Linked DNA regions of Xenopus tropicalis: region 2 is linked to region 1. The links are chromatin contacts, called in public Hi-C maps. All regions are on one chromosome and are shown on one strand. Each heading gives the region's core, a stretch centred on a gene start, on an enhancer-like site or on the middle of the called end of the contact. The rest is flanking DNA. Distances are from core to core; before and after follow the strand shown.

Region 1 (2,921 bases), core at 220-2,719:
TGGTGACCTTGCCACCATGGCCACCTTAAAGCTGGCCATACACGCACTGATAATATCGTACAAAACCTCGTTTCGTACGATATTTGGTGCATGTATGGCGAGTCGACCGATATCGCAGGAGTCTGCTGATATCGGTCGACTCACCGATCGGCCAGGTTAAAAGATTTTGATCGGGCGCCATAGAAGGCGCCGGAGCAAAATCTGCCGTCAGGGCTGAATCGGCAGAAGGAGGTAGAAATCCTATTGTTTCTACCTCCTTATCTGCCGTTTCAGCCCTGAAGGTAAGTGGCGGATTTAACGATCTTTCGTGCGCCCAGTCGTCGCACGAACGATCACAAATCACCACGTGTGTGTAGTCATAGAAGGAAGGAACTACAGATATCTACACTGTTTAAAAACATAAAGCCGCATCCAATTACTATTCATTATACCAGCAGTGACTAATCCAGTGCTTATCACAAATACAAATATATGGGCTAATATCATTATCTTGCACATCCTGCGGGGTTATTTGTAAATTTCCTTAAAGAATGTGTAAAGTCTATTTTATTTCACTGAGGGGGGGGGGTGCCAAAATGTTTTTTTTTGTGTCCCTAACAGTGGCATTCTTCTGTGTTCTGCTACAAGAAATGTTCATGAGTATGAGTCCTTAGAAATCAGAGATTGCATGGTCACATAAAGGTGCAGATGTATTATCTCTTATAATACACAATCTTCTTTGGCTTACAAAGTAAAATATAAATATAGTTAGCCTAATACAGTTCTATAGTTTTTCACTGTTCGCATAGTTACTGTATCCTTAGAAAACCCCCCCTAAGATGTTATCCCATTCTACTCTTGTAGTGAGAAGTATTTTGGCTTTGATGGGAAAAAAACAGTGGAAGCTTTCTTGATGAAAAGTCAGCTAAACTCTCCTTTATAAAACTGTATAAACAAAAAATGAAGAACAGAAAGCATAAAAAAACAATACATTATTTATCTGTAAAAATTCCCTTTATCTTTTCAATTAAAACTGACATTTGAGTGTCTAGATCTCAAAGCTTGTGTCAACTTCTTCTCACATGCTTCATTGAGCAGCCAATCGCAATAAATACAGACATCCATGCGTAAAGCAGTATCTACTGTAGGACACCTTTAATTTCATCATTTGCCATTGTAATGACTTGCGTAATTAGTTAAAGCTCAAGTCACTCAGCTGGAGGCAATGATGTTTGGTGTAAATGGTTGTGAAATTCATGTTTTATTTCATCACCAAGGGCAGAAGTAATTACATTTGTAGACAAGAAATAACAATAACATAACATAACATGGTTTTACTTGACACAAATTATAAAAGCCTCCCCTAATCTTTCTTGCATTTTAATACTTAAAAAGCATTATTCATGTCATGGCTTGTGGCTAACAAGCCAGGACTTGTGATTCAGTGGGGGAGAAGGTGAATCTTTGTAGACTGCCAACAATAGACTATTGGTGGGGGTTGCCTTGTGAATGCAGGAAAAGGTTATTTGTACAACATTTAGTTGCAGATTTGCCAGGGTGAAACTTGAGACCAAGACGTCACCAAACAGCTTGAGCTTAGCCTATGGTATAGATGGATTTCTTTGTGTTCGGTAACAGGGGAAGGTCAAATATATGGAAGAGATAAACAGCACTGAAAAAGATCCCTTTGAAGGAGTTCTTTAAAAGTAGCCCAGTATAATAATAATAACCCTATTGGACTCAGAGTTTTATCTTTCAGGTTCATTGAGCTCCAGATTAATTGTTAGCAACTTGTTTACTTCATTTTTTTTTTTCAAATTTATGTTTACAGGAAAGGGGCTGCTTCCTATTTATAAAGAATTAGCATGTAAAACAAGCACTTCAATCACAAAAAGAACATTCAAAATTGGTAAGTATATGATGTAAGCAAATATTGTCTGCTGATTTACTTTACATTCCTAGCTTTAATAAGAAAAGGGTTATCCATATTCTCATTTTGCAGCATAGTAATTGATAGCAGCCAATTAGATATTGTAATTCATATAGTGATTGATAATTTTTTATGTACTGGCCACAGTTGCACCAGGCACATCTCCCTCTAACCATAGCAATTACACTGGAACCATGGGAAAAAATGCTGCATTGCGAGTAAACAAAAAAAAAACAAGGCAATTGAGTCTGAAATTGCTGTTACACACTGTGGTGCAGAATGTAAATGATGTAAAGTATTTTATACAACTTCATTTAATGTAGGCCTTAGGATGCATTGAAATATTCTACATCCCCTTTACACTAAAAGAACAGAAAAATTGAAAGTAAATCTTTGGCCATGTTTAGATAATTGCCACATACTCTGGATAGTGAGTTATTTGGCCATACATAAGGATTAATAAAACTGAACTCTAATTACCTGGCCTTCAACATGTGGGACCAGTGGTCAAATATTATGGCAAGGGGGAAAAAAAGAGTTGTTGCTGCTTTTCTCCACTGGCAAAAATGGTGCTGCAGAACAGGACAATGTACTCTAATCTGCACCCTGTTCCATAAAGCTGGCCATACACGTGGCGATCTCACGATGTTTCGTACGACCGCCGGTCGCACAAAACATCGTCAGATCCGCCACACACCATTCAGGGCTGAATCGGCAGGTAAGGAGGTAGAAACAATAGGATTTCTACCTCCTTCTGCCGATTCAGCTCTGAAGGGAGAATTTTGGTCAGGCGCCTTCTATGGCGCCCGATCAAAATTTTCTAACCTGGCCGATCGGCGAGTCGACCGATATCAGCAGCTTCCTGCGATATCGGTCGGCTCGCTGACATGCCATACACGCACCGATTATCGTACGAAACGAGGTTTCGTACGATAATATCGGTGCGTGTATGGCCACCTTAAGAATAGACAGGTCTAACATCTGCCTGTCAGTGCGCACATGGGGCAAGTTT
Region 2 (3,101 bases), core at 134-2,633, 34 kb after region 1:
TGTATGTAGAAAGTAGCCTGTAGATGCAGCTGGGTGTCATACTACACTTGATTTTGTTGCACTCTGGGCCTTTGTGGCCTTTCCACAAATCTGGGGCCACAAGAATAGGCAACTTTAATCTACCTGTGTATAGCCACCTTTAGTTTGCCAATTTAGAATTGTTTAAAATCCACCCCAAACATGCACCCATCCTTCTAGACGGCATCTTGCTGCATCTATTACTGGTGTGTTTTGAAAGAAAACATGTTTTCCTATGACAGTATTCCTTTAAGGAACATCCATGGACCAGCAGTTGTACACTCAGCAGTCACCCTGCTTTTGACTACCAAGGTATGCTGGGAAATGTAGTTCAGCAACAGCTGGGGTTCCCATTATTAAATGGGTAGTTCACCTCAAAATTATTTTTAGTATGATCTAGGCAGTGATATTTGGGGGCTGATTTACTTACCCACGAACGGGTCGAATGGAGTCCGATTGCGTTTTTTTCGTAATGATCGGTATTTTGCGATTTTTTCGTATGTTTTGCGTTTTTTTCGGATTCTTTACGAATTTTTCGTTACCAATACGATTTTTGCGTAAAAACGCGAGTTTTCCTATCCATTACGAAAGTTGCGTAAAAAGTTGCGCATTTTTCGTAGCGTTAAAACTTACGCGAAAAGTTGCGCATTTTTCGCGTAAGTTATAACGCTATGAAAAATGCGCAAAATCGTATTGGTAACGAAAAATTCGTAAAGAATCCGAAAAAATCGCAAAACATACGAAAAAGTCGCAAAATGTTCGTTTTCAAGTCGGAACTTTTCCAATTCGGGTCGGATTCGTGGGTTAGTAAATCAGCCCCTTGGTCTTTATTTTGTAATTTTTATTTTGTAAGTTTTTTAAAATATTTACCTATTTGTTCAGCAGATCTCCAGTTTGCAATGCCATTAGCTATCTGGTTTCTAGGGTTCCAGAAGATAAACAGGAGATGGCGTAAATAGAACGTATTACAAATGAAATTTCAGTCTCAAATAGCAGTAACTTTTTGACTGCCAGAGTCAGTGACCCCCATTTGAAAGCTGGAAAGTGGTAGAGTAGGAGGTAAAAAAAAAAATCAAAAGTATAAAAAAATTTTTTGAAGAGTTGATATACTAAAAGTAAATTTAAAGGCAAACTACTCCAGAAAGACTGTTTTTTAATGCCATATTTTTGCAGCATGCTGGGATCATTACTGTTGGCACAAAAGGGGAATAATAGTAGAATACATGGAAACATATGTCCCAGCTCTAAAAACCCCATAATCTATGGCTTCTGGCTGATCTGGTGATGCAATGCTTTGTTTCATAGACTCCAAGAGGTTAAACATTAGGCCTAAACTGCATAAGGAGTATTCAGGAGGGCAGAGGTGAAAACAAATATTCAAGAAATTTGCATGCATTCAGCTCCTGTCAGTGGGGGAGAAGGATTAGCTGGATCAGAGGGGGGGTAACATTGAGGGGGAAGGAATATACACAACAAAAACTGTGTGGCTACAAGGATATGTTTTACATTACAAATACAAGTTACAAGTTGCAAATCTTTATTATGCATTAGCCATCAGAATGGAAATGTAAAAGGGTCTCTCCCAACCTTAGCATAATCATTTCCCAACTTGTTCTATCCTGTTATCAATGTTTTGGCCCAATATGGATGCTTTCTATACAGAATACCATATCTCAGTGTCCCGTTCTCTCTAGAGATGGTAGAGCTAAATAAAGCTACACATCAGGTAATTATTTAACAATATGTAATATTTACCACCCAGCAAAAGTGCAAAATAGAGCTAAGACCAGACAAGAAAAATCACCCCAAAGTTACAGCAAAAAGCCTTTATCAAAGGGAATTCTCCCGGTATTCAGCCCTCTTAGATGGACGGGCTTTGAGAATCCTAACACCAATTTAATGTTTATTCAGCAACCAACGTAGTGACCTCCATTGATTTAGGTCTCTCTAGAAATGGTGGCTAACTGCCCATCAACAATGCAAAAATACAAAATGAAAGTAAAATAGAAGTTCAAAGCAAAAAAGTTTTCAGAAATAATTCATGAAAGCAAAACCTTCCCAAATGCAGCCACCCAAACGTCCAGTCCAAACTCATTTTGGAGTCTGGGTGCCTCTTGGTTCATTACTAAATTGGCTCAACTGAACTGAGGCAGTTTTGCCTAGTGTAATAAATGAATGCTAGAGGTCAAATACATCTCGTTGGCAAAGGGAGCACAGACCAGCGGGGTATGAGAGTTAGCTGTCCTTTGAACTTTAAACAGAGACACACAAAGCTGCATGTAGTGACACAGATTGCTGAGAGGGGGGATAGTAAAGCATATACACATGGCTGCGTGTGATGTCACTTCTGCTATGCAAGATGTCACTCCCACCAGAGGTGATGTCACTTCCACCCGCAATCACCCTCTGCACCCTCACCCCCCAGCTTCGCCACCAGATTTACATAGGTATCGTTTGGCGGTGGCTGGGGAGGTTTATTATTTTAAAAAAATGTTTTTTTCTTTCAGTTATACAGGCACCCAAGGGCCACCCGCTTAAAGGCCCTCTGGTGCCTATATAAAAATACAACCCTGGCTATTGCCACTATTATTACTAATATAACGGTTGCTACTGTTAATATTATTACTAATGCTATTACCACCATTACTGCTTGCTATTGCTACTAGTAATGTGCTATTATTATAGTGTTGCTATCCTGGTTACTGTGGGTCATACTACATGGGACCTGGCGATTTCTATAAAAGGGTCTTTCCATAATACATTAAATCTACTTAAAAAATAATTTAAACATTAAGTAAACCAAATGGGATTGTTTTGCCAGCGATATGGATTCATGCAGCTTAGTTAGGATCATATACAAATAACTGCTTTATTATTAAAGAGGAAAGGGAAATATGTTATAATAATACTGTTACTAGTACTTTTATTACTACTTTTACTGCTGATGCTACTATCACTGCTAATAAGTCTTTCCTTTTATGACAAGTAAACCCTAGACAGAGATTTGTGGTATGAGCACTGTGTATGGTTTTTTCATTGTGAACAAAATAATATGAGCGCAACACTGGGGCATCAGTGCCCTA

What was found. Hi-C and Micro-C count contacts between places; a contact is called where the count stands out from the background.
Region 2: a contact with region 1 is called in a Hi-C map of gastrula embryo, with 1.4 times the contacts expected there. The contact joins two enhancer-like sites. A contact is called at or near these places in 2 of 5 Hi-C or Micro-C datasets (gastrula embryo and neurula embryo).

Annotation. Positions count from the first base shown.
Region 1 is chr8:68,030,287-68,033,207 of UCB_Xtro_10.0, forward strand. No RefSeq gene overlaps it. Among named protein-coding and RNA genes, the nearest start is that of gpc4, 20 kb to the left of the region's middle. Within about 2 kb of position 1,470, at least 5 of the 11 cell types and tissues checked have an H3K27ac peak or open chromatin away from gene starts, as enhancers often do. A contact at or near this core is called in gastrula embryo and neurula embryo, where this site is marked.
Region 2 is chr8:68,064,153-68,067,253 of UCB_Xtro_10.0, forward strand. No RefSeq gene overlaps it. Among named protein-coding and RNA genes, the nearest start is that of gpc4, 54 kb to the left of the region's middle. Within about 2 kb of position 1,384, at least 3 of the 11 cell types and tissues checked have an H3K27ac peak or open chromatin away from gene starts, as enhancers often do. A contact at or near this core is called in gastrula embryo and neurula embryo, where this site is marked.